2 separate regions of the Mus musculus genome follow, and region 1 is linked to region 2. Evidence: chromatin contacts called from public promoter capture Hi-C data. All regions are on one chromosome and are shown on one strand. The core of a region is the stretch at or near the end of the contact, and the rest is flanking DNA. Distances in the headings are between cores, read along the strand shown.

Evidence for each region. Capture Hi-C pulls out chosen DNA fragments and counts their contacts.
Region 1: a promoter capture Hi-C map of pancreatic islet shows a contact between it and region 2. The contact joins the promoter of 5730409E04Rik here to the promoter of Ago4 in region 2. A contact is called at or near these places in 1 of 39 promoter capture datasets (stem cell-derived epiblast-like cells), 1 of 484 Hi-C or Micro-C datasets (embryonic stem cells), 2 of 115 datasets of contacts at active chromatin or transcription factors (both in embryonic stem cells) and 2 of 9 other capture datasets (adipose tissue and pancreatic islet).

What each region holds. Positions count from the first base shown.
Region 1 is chr4:126,607,724-126,612,593 of GRCm38.p6, forward strand. It overlaps 5730409E04Rik (RIKEN cDNA 5730409E04Rik gene), which reads left to right and starts at 2,131. Exons shown (of 2, transcript NM_001145950.1): 1 at 2,131-2,289; 2 at 3,953-4,870. The coding sequence starts at 3,958. The coding sequence ends at 4,650.
Region 2 is chr4:126,531,241-126,536,640 of GRCm38.p6, forward strand. It overlaps Ago4 (argonaute RISC catalytic subunit 4), which reads right to left and starts at 2,218. Exons shown (of 18, transcript NM_153177.3): 1 at 1,945-2,218. The coding sequence starts at 1,963.

The DNA.
Region 1 (4,870 bases), core at 881-3,380, 76 kb after region 2:
TGTATGTATGCATGTATGTATGTATGTAGTGGAAGGGTTCAGTAAATACATATGTGTATGTATGCATGTATGTATGTAGTAGAAGGGTTCAGTAAATACATATGAGTATGTATGCATGTATGTATGTATGCATGTATGTATGTAGTGGAAGGGTTCAGTAAATACATATGTGTATGTATGCATGTATGTATGTAGTAGAAGGGTTCAGTAAATACATATGAGTATGTATGCATGTATGTATGTATGCATGTATGTATGTAGTGGAAGGGTTCAGTAAATACATATGTGTATGTATGCATGTATGTATGCATGCATGTATGTATGTAGTGGAAGGGTTCAGTACCGTATGCAGTTGAAGACTTTGCGCATTTGCTTCTTGTTTCTGAGATCCTAGGTTCTGCTGCGTCAGGAAGTTTGGGTGTCTAGGGGAGAATGTTTCTAGCCAGGAACACAGAGATGGTTTCTTTATGTTTCAGACCCTTTCAACTTCTACATGATGGCGGATCTATCAGGATCTACAGGACCTATCGTCTTGATGGAGACTATCAAGGGCAAATGAACTGCTAGTGCCTACCGAGGGTTAGGCAAGTCCCCTTCTGGGTTGACATGAACAGATACCACTCCCACTAGAGAGGTCAGTGATGCTAGACTCAGGGAGCAGTCCCATCAAAGTCTAGCTTGGTGAACCAATGAGTTGACCGGGGTTGCTTAAGGGTTGGGGCTCACTCACAGTGCCATCGCTAGCTCAACGGCAGCTAGGTCAAAGGCACCTGAGTCCAGCTGGGTGGCCACTCAGAAAATCTGCATCCCTGGAGCTCCCAACACAACTAGCAGGCAGTGTCACTGAAGAGTCTCTGTTGTCCCAGCAACCCCTTACATCACCCACTACCTTGAAGAGGGCCTTCTAGAATCTTCCGAATCTCACGTCTGCCCCCCTCTTCAGTTTACAGCAAACAGCTACACAGTAGCAGTGAATGATCAGAATCCAGGGGTACCTCATTGTGTTAGTGTATTAATTCAAGAATCTTTTGATTATCAGTGAGATAAATTCCACTCAGGTTGGGTATGGCAAGATATGAACTTCATGGGAAGGCATCAAAACTAGAAACCCAGGAAGCAGAAGCTGGGATGTTAGTCAGCCATTTGTCTTTGAGCTCCTGTGTGTCAGTATCATTTTTTCTCCTAGTACATAGACTTGGCTTCTTCCACTTGACAGGAAATATGATTGCTGCAGCCATAGTTTGAACTGTGACTTACCTGGAATGGGGCTCCTTCTTAGTTATATACACAGAGAGAGAAATGGGGGGGGGGGAGGAGAGGGAGAAACACATATACATAAATAAAAAATAAAATCTTAAAGAAAGCTGGCTGGTGGTGATGGGACATGCCTTTAATCCCAGCACTTGGGAGGCAGAAGCAGGCAGATCTCCCTGTGCAACTGGAAACCAGCCTGGTCTACATAGTGCTTTCCAGGGTAGCCAGGGCTACATAATGAGTCTCTGTTTCAAAACAACAAACAATAAAATCCTCATAGCATTTAATCAAATAGGTACAGTACAGTGAAGGGGTCTTTTTAAAAAACAGATCTAGGGGCTGGTGAGATGGCTCAGTGGGTAAGAGCACCCGACTGCTCTTCCGAAGGTCCAAAGTTCAAATCCCAGCAACCACATGGTGGCTCACAACCACCCGTAATGAGATCTGATGTCCTCTTCTGGAGTGTCTGAAGACAGCTACAGTGTACTTACATATAATAAATAAATAATAAGTAAAAAACAGATCTAGAAGCCAGAAAGGTGCTCAAAGATCCTAAAATAGAGTAAGTGGGGATGAACTGAAAATTCTCGGCAGAAAAGGTGCCGAGCTGGAGCACAGAAAGGACCACAGCGGGTCCAGACCCGCACCACGGCCTCGCCAATTGCCGAGCCCCTGGGAAACCCAGGAAGGAGGCATTTCGTCGCCATGTCTGCAGCAAGGAGAACCAATGGATCCGTGGCGCCTCGCCAGGGTGGTTAGGAGATGACACCGGACCTACAAGGCTCTCGGGTCAAGCTGCGGGAGGAGGCAGTTCCTGCGCGGAGAACCGAACCGGCCCACGTGGGTCAGACCGCTCCGCCCAGCCGCGCAGACGCTGCTGGACTCCGCAGCCCGGGCTGGGGCTAGGGCCGCTGTGCCTGGACCAAGCAGCCGCGTCACCACGCGTGCACGCGCAGGTCCAGGAATCCCCCACCCTGCAGCGAGCAGGACCCGAGGGACCGTAGCAAGCCCCGCAGGAGCGGGCGCCTCTAGGCCGTGAGTCCGGGCCCTGATGGAGGGCTTGGGGCCCAGCCGCCGGAAAGCGGGTTAGGGAGCTGCCTCTGCAGAGATTAGGGTCGCAGAGCTCGGACCACTGCCAAGTCCGCCAATCCCCGTGCTACAGCCGCTCCCATGCCCCCATACTGTGGGTTAACTTGGGAAAATCCTGATCTTAGGATGTCTGCACTCATTTCACTGACTTTTTGAACCTGGATCCTTAGCCCCGCCCCACCCCAGCTTCCTTTGTGGCCAGATTTAGGACAAATTTTAAGAGAGGGAGAGGGAAAGAGAGTTGGAGGGGTGGGGTGGTGGTGGTGGTGGTGGTGGTGGTGGTGGTGGTGGTGGTGGTGGTGGTGGTGGTGGTGTCTTCAGGCCTTTTCTCACAAGCCAAAGGAGTGAAACATCTGTCCCAACCTCAGTCTCTCTTCATGACTTCTGCCCATTGCTGGGTGTGGGGAGGGTCGCTGCCACCCTATAGGGGAACCTTCTTAGTAGCTGCTTGATTGACTTAATAGTATGTCTCACTCACGAGGCCTCAGTTCTTCAAGTCATACAAATGTGGTCAGTAGCCGGGCATGGTGGCGCACGCCTTTGATCCCAGCACTCGGAAGGCAGAAGCAGGTGGATTTCTGAGTTTTCCAGACAGGGTTTCTCTGTGTAGCTCTTGCTATCCTGGAACTCGCTCTGTAGACCAGGGTGGTCTCAATCTCATGAGATCCGCCTGCCTCTGCCTCCCAAGCGCTGAGATTAAAGGCGTGCGCCGCCACCACTTAGCTTTTGTTCCTATTTCATAACTGTAATTTTGCTACTGTTATGAGACATCATGGAAATGTTTGTGGTTTTCTGTGGACTTATGAAATATACCTGTCTATATCTATACATCTGTATAGATGTAGACATATGTTCCTTTTACAAGTATTATTTGTTATTTAACAGGACATCTTTTTTAAAAAAAAATATTAGCATATCTGTGTGTGTGCATGTGTATGTATGCATGCATGCATGTGGGTGAACAGAGAGGCTGGGGGGTGGGGGCTGGTGTGAAGCCAGCGATGCCTACAGTTGTAAACCATCTGACTTGGGAACATGGGTCCTCTGGAAGAGCAACCAGTGCTCTTAACTGCTGAGCCATATCTCCAGCTCCTAAATTTATATTTTTAATTGAACGAGGGTCAGTGGAAAGGCTGTGGCAATCACCCAGGTCAAAATGACCAGGGCCAAAGGAGAGTTTGTCAAAATGTGGACAGTGAGGTGGGCATGGGAGGAGGGTCAGTAATCCAGGGTGCTCCTAGGCATGGCTAGATAGACTTGTCTTCAGATGGCAGAGCTGTCCTGCCCAAGGACCCTGGAAGGAGAGCTGTCAGGATGTGTAGATCTGAAGAACTGGTGGTAGGTCATAGGGTTGAGTAGGGGTTGAATCTGGGCTGGACACAGATCTGAGAGTCACCTACACAGGATGGTTCTTGAAGCTATAACAGGATGAAGTGACCTTGGGAGAAGTTTGTAGAGTGAAGAGATGGTGAGCCTTAGAGGGAAAACCCTGGGAGGGAGACAGACCAAATAATCAGAGAGAAGGGAGGGACACCATTGCAAGGTTCTTGGGCTCTAGGTTGCCATTCTATCCTGTCCTGCTCTGTCTCATTCTCCTTCTCCTTCCCAGTCCAGATGTTCGCTGCCATCCAGCCAGGACTAGCAGAGGGGGCCCAGTACCCAGGGAGCCTGCCTCCTGGAGTATGCCAACCAGACCTCCAACCAGACAATAACTCCAACTTTGTGGAGAGTGCTAAGGATGCCAATAAGAACTGGCATGGTGTGCCAGGCAAAGTGGATCCTATTCTGATAAGGAGCTCCTCTGAGTCACCCTCTGATAACCAGGTCTTCCAAGCCACCAGGCTCCCTGAGGCCGGAGTCCGCAGTCCCCCGGAGGGTGCGGAGATCCCTGGTGCTGAGCCAGAGAAGTTGAGCGGTGCCAGCAGTGTCTGCTCTCCTCTGGAGGACATTGGCTATGCCAGCAGTTCCTTGAGCATCGACAGCTTCAGCAGCAGTCCAGAACCTGTCTGCGATACCCCTCGAGGTCCGAGCCCTCTGGATCCCCTTCTGCCCTCCGTGGCCCAGGCCGTGCAGCAGCTGCAGGCTCAGGAGCGCTACAAAGAACAGGAGAAGGAGAAACACCACGCGCATTTGGTGATGTATCGGCGCTTGGCGCTGCTCCAGTGGATCCGGGCTCTGCAGCACCAGTTGGTCGACCAGCAGGCCCGACTGCAAGAGAGCTTTGACACCATCCTGGACAACCGGAAGGAGCTTATCCGCTGTCTGCAACAGAGGGAAGCACCTTGCAGGCACCAGGACCAGGGCTAAGGGTGTGCACAAGTGTGTGTGCACAAGTGTGTGTGTGCACAAGTGTGTGCATTTGCAGGCTTTTGAGTGGTTATACACAAGGAAGGATGTGAGTATTAGCTGGCATGTATGCAAGTAAGCATAAGTGAATATCTATATGCTAACATGTAAGCAGGTATGTAAGGCATGTGTGTTTATGTATGCATGTGTGGCTAGGTACCCAGGAATGTGTATATATATT
Region 2 (5,400 bases), core at 968-3,467:
TGGTTTAAATCATTGATGCCTTTTAAATAGGGTGATTGAATAGTCATTTTCTACAAATCCAGCATTTCTGAGTTAACTTCCAAGTCCTCTAACCTGCAAAAACTAAAAGCAAAGCAAAGAGGGTGGGCAGCTGGTTTCCTGGACAGCTCCTTACATCTCCATAGTGAGTCTTTCCATGAAACTCAGCTGTATGCACAGTTATACATCATCTCTTTCCATATCAGCTAATAAATGCAACAATTGCTTCCATTTTAAGTTACTCATGGGACAGAAAAAAAGAAACATTTGTCGAACATCTGTACTGAACTTGACAGGACTTTGCACAAACGTCAGCTTTCATTCTCACACTGTCAGTCTTATAGCACATTAGCCTTGTCTTAGAGAAGAGGAAACCGAAGTTCAACATAAGTAAGTTGTGGGGAAGTGGAGGTGGGGGTTGGGGGGTAATCCAAGTATGAAATTACTATATTAGTTTTGAATAGAAGTTTGGTACAGTCCCAAAGCCATAAGCATCCCTTTATCTATAGGAACATGTCTGAAATAACAGCATAATATGCTGAGGTTTATCAAATATATATAACAATATATTTGACAATCTGTAACAAACCAATGTGGTTTTTTCCCTTTAGAAACAGTCTATGTAGTCCAAACTATCTTCAAACTCTTACTCCTCCTCAGCCTTCCAAATGCTGAGATTATAAGTATGCACCACTACAGCAGGCTCAAACCTGTTTGTTTATTTTATAATCAGGGTCTCAAGTAGCCCAGGCCTACCTCAAACTCACTTTGTAACTGAGACTGGCCTTGAACTCTGGAGCTCCCTGCCTCCACCCCAGAACTGTTTGCATTATGAGCATATGCCACCATGCCCAGCTAAGCCGATTTATTTTTTGAAGGCTTATGACATTTGACTATGTGGGCTTTTTAAGAAAACCTTAAGCAGCAAATAAAGATAGGATTTAATCGCTCAGTTATGTAAATATGTTCCAAGTTAACAAACCTGCAAAATTTCCAAATGCAAACAATAAACCTAATTTTCTATGAATTTTAAAAACATACAACTAAGTCTACTATGTAGACAAGGTTTGAATATGAAAACTAATTCCATCACTGCCCCTAAACCTTGCCCTACTTAGCCAAGCCATTAGCAACCTGTTGTAGGGCTTGAGACAGGAGCACAAGGCTCCAAACGAAGAGTATTCGTGAGAGTTTGGAAAGCTTCCTTGGGTTGGAGCAGAGAGCGAGAGAACCAGGGGCCACCCATAACCAGCAAAGAATCACAGTTTCAAAAACACTTTTTCGTTTGATTTTAACAGCCTCTGATAACCCAATTAAAAGGGAAGGCAGGGCATTGATGCCCTTGCTGGAGAGTATTGGATTGTCATTCCAGAGCACTCTGGGACTGACAAACTGACAGATACCAAACTTCAGAGTTTTGGAAAAAGAACGGACATTTCTCCCTTTGGCTTTCAGGGACATGAGTGAGTGGGTCTCTCCTCCTCATCTGAGGAACCAGATGCCAGTGCAAAAGAAAACAGGGATTCTGCCCCACACCAAGAAAACCCTTGACAGAAGGTAGAAGGCCTTCCAGGTTTGGGCCGGGCCTCGGCGTGCCCCAGACACACGGTCCCATTTGAGGCCCCAACTAGCCTCGCGGCGACCGTGGACAGAGATCTAAGGTCCGAACAGGTCTGCCCTACCCCGGGGAACTCGGGTCACCTCTTGAGCCTCCCTCCCTTAGACGGGTCCCGAATAGACCTAGAGTCTTCAGCTGGGGCGTGGTCCCCGCCCCCCAGGGACGAGGGCATGGGACCCCTTCCTTCCCGGGGCCTGGCAGCCGGCAGCCGGGTCCGCGAGCGGCGGTCGGGCAGCGACAGTCCCTTCCGCCGGTCTGTCTGCCCTCCCGAGCCCCAGGTCTGACCCTGGTCCGAGCGCGCTCCTCACCGGGTCCCAGCGCCTCCATGGCGGCGACGGGGGCCGCCTCGCTCCGGTCCCCAGCGCCTCCCGCTCCGGGCCCCGCCGGAGCCGCGTAACGCTTGCTCTCTGGAATATTGGCGCTGAAGCGGCGCCGCGAAGACGCGGGCCGGGGGCGGGCAGGGGGCGGCGGCGGCGCCCAGTCCGGGGACAGGGACCCGACTCTGTCACGGCTCTTCCGGCCTCAGCGACAACAAAAACAATCCCGGCCGCTGCCGCCGCCGCCGCCAGCTGGAACGGGAGCGGGAGGCGGCGCGCGCCCGCCGGGCGGGGCGGGGGCGCCAGGCGCCTGCGGTCCCGGGTCCCGGCTAGCGAAGGGGGCGTGCGCGGCCCCGCACGCGCGGGGTCCAGCGAGCCTGACCGAGGCAGGGGGCGGGGTGCGGCAGGGACGGGCGCGCGCCCGGGGGGCCGAGCCCAGAGGACGCGTCAGGCGCGCGCCCGCCCGCCCTTCCACCAGCGGGCCCGCTCGCCTGCGGTCCCGCACGCCGCTCCGCCGGTCCCCATTCTGGCAACCTTCCTCCAAGTCGCCATCGAAAGAGCTGGATTCCAGTCCTTGATGACCCACAGGCAGCAGCCCTCCACTTCGTCCTGAGACTCACCTTAGGAACCTGTCCTCCATCGCTCCACCACCACCAGAGATGACCCCTGGACACTTCAGGCACAATCGGTCCTTCAGTCACCTTCAGTCATTCCTCCTACTCCACCCCCACCCTCACCCCGGACACCACATATCCAGTCACCTTCCTTCCCTGTGCAGGGAAAGCAGGTTCTGTTCTGGGTCCCAAGACTGGTCAACATGTCACCAAGGCAGCAGGTAGCTCAGCGAGTCAAGTGTCCTTAAAGTTTCCATTCAGGACTTCCAGTTAAGACAGGACCATAGGCTGTCTGGTCAACTAAACGGGCAACGGCAGTCTATTAGTTAAAAAGGCACAACACTCTCATTCTAGTTTGCTGGGGCCCACCATTGGGTACCTCAGCTTAGTGCAATAGAAATGCGTTTTCTCTCAGTTTTGCACACCGACAGTCTAATAAAATCAAGGCGAGTTGGGGCAGGGGGTGTGATTTTTCTCCTTCGGTTGTAGAAATCTATCTTCTTGTGCTATCACACGGTCTTCCCATGGTAACTTCTATTCAAACCGCTCCTTTTTGTTTGGTTGGTTTTAATTAATTTATGTGTATGAGTATTTTTTGCCTGCATGCATGTGTTTGTGCCTGGTGCCTCCGGAGACCAGAAGACCAAATCGAATCCCCTCGAAACAGGATTACAGATAATGTAAGCTGTGTAGGGGCTGAGAATCAAACCTGGGGCCTCTGCAAGAGTATGAGGTACCCTTAACCACTAAAGCCATCTCTACAGCCCCCAACTTCTTTTTCTTATAAGGAAGATGGCTCAGTGGGTAAAGGTACTTTATAACATTGACAGCCTGAGTAGGAAGTTGGAGAGTTCAAGGCCAGCCTTTGCTACCAAAGAATTTAAGGCAATCCATGTTTTAAGAGACTCCAGCCCAGTGTAGCCTTTAATCTCAGCACTAGGGAGACTGAGGCAGTTCAGAGCCAATTCGGTTTACTTATGTAGTGACTTCTAGGACAGCCAGGACTGCAGAGTGAGACAGAGGAGACAAAGACAGGCAGATCACTGGAGCTCACTGTACATACACACACATACAGTACATACACATACATACACACACAGATACACACACAGATATATACATACCACATACACACATAAATACACACCACACACTTACACATGCACATGCATACACCACACACACATCACATACCTGCACATACACATACACATGTATGCACACACACATACAAATCCACACACATACATACACACACACACAGAGAAAGAAAGAAAGAAAGAAAGAGAGAGAGAGAGAGAAAGAAAGGAAGGAAGAAAGAAAGAAAGAAAAGAAAAGAAAAGAAAAGAAAAGAAAAGAAAAGAAAAGAAAAACTGGTGTATAACTAAAAGGAAAAGAAAAACCACTGTCTAGAAAGAAGCTCAAGGGATTTGTTTTGGTTTGGATTTTGTTATTGCTGTTTTGAGACAGGGTCTCACATGCCCCAGGCTGGTCTAGAACTTGCTGTGTGACTAAGGATGACTGCTGATCCTTCTGCCATGGATTCTCAAGGGCCGAGTTACAGACATGTATGCATCACCATGCCCAGGATGAAGCTCACAGTTTGTTGGTTTTTTTTTAAAGTTTTGTTTTTGTTTTTTTTTTTCAATTATGGGGATGTGTATGGGTTTGACTGTGGGTTTGTGCGTGTGAATGTAGTACACATGGAAGTCGGAAGAGTGCTCCTGGTCCTGTGAGGCTAGAGTTAAGGGTGGTTATGAACTGCTGAATATAGGGACTGGGACTTGAACCTAAGTCTCCTGCAAGAGCAGCACACACTCTTTTGTTTTGTTTTGTTTTGTTTTTCGAGACAGGGTTTCTCTGTGTAGCCCTGGCTGTCCTGGAACTCATTCTGTAGACCAGGCTGGCCTCGAACTCAGAAATCCTCCTGTCTCTGCCTCCCAAGTGCTGGGATTAAAGGCATGCACCACCACTGCCCGGCTGAGCCCCAGTTTTTAAATGGTTGAGAAATGACTCAACCATTAAGAATGTGTGCTGTGCAGGGCGTGGTGGCGCACGCCTTTAATCCCAGCACTTGGGAGGCAGAGACAGGAGGATTTCTTTTTTCTTTTTTTTTTTTAAAGATTAATTTATTATTATATCTTAAGTACACTGTAGCGGTCTTCAGATGCACCAGAAGAGGGAGTCAGATCTCATTATGGATGGTTGTGAGCCACCATGTGGTTGCTGGGATTTGAACTCAGGACCTTCAGAAGAGCAGTCGGTGCTCTTAACCACTGAGCCATCTCTCCAGCCCCTAAAATTTTTTTATTTTTATTTTTATTTTTATTTTTATTTATTTATTTATTTATTTATTTATTTTTGGTTTTTCGAGACAGGGTTTCTCTGTGTAAACCGGCCTGTCCTGCAACTCACTTTGTAGACCAGGCTGGCCTCGAACTCAGAAATCAGCCTGACAGGATTTCAGCCTGGTCTACAGAGTGAGTTCCAGGACAGCCAGGGCTATACAGAGAAACCCTGTCTCAAAAAAAAAAAAAAAAAAAAAAAAAAAAGACAACCCAGGGCTCAAGCATTTAAACCTGGTAGCCACCCTCCCTTCTCCACCGCATTTCTTTATACAATTTAAACAATGTCAGTCGAGCTAGGGGATTTATCTTAGTTGGTAGAGGCCTTGTCTTGTGTTCAGGAAGCCTCTAGGTTCAATAAAACTGGACATGGTAGCCTATTCCTGTAGTCCTAGCACTTAGGAGCTAAATACAGGAGGTTTAGAAGTTTAAAGTCATCCTCACCTACATAGTGAATTAAAGGCTAGCCTGAGCTACATGAGACCCTG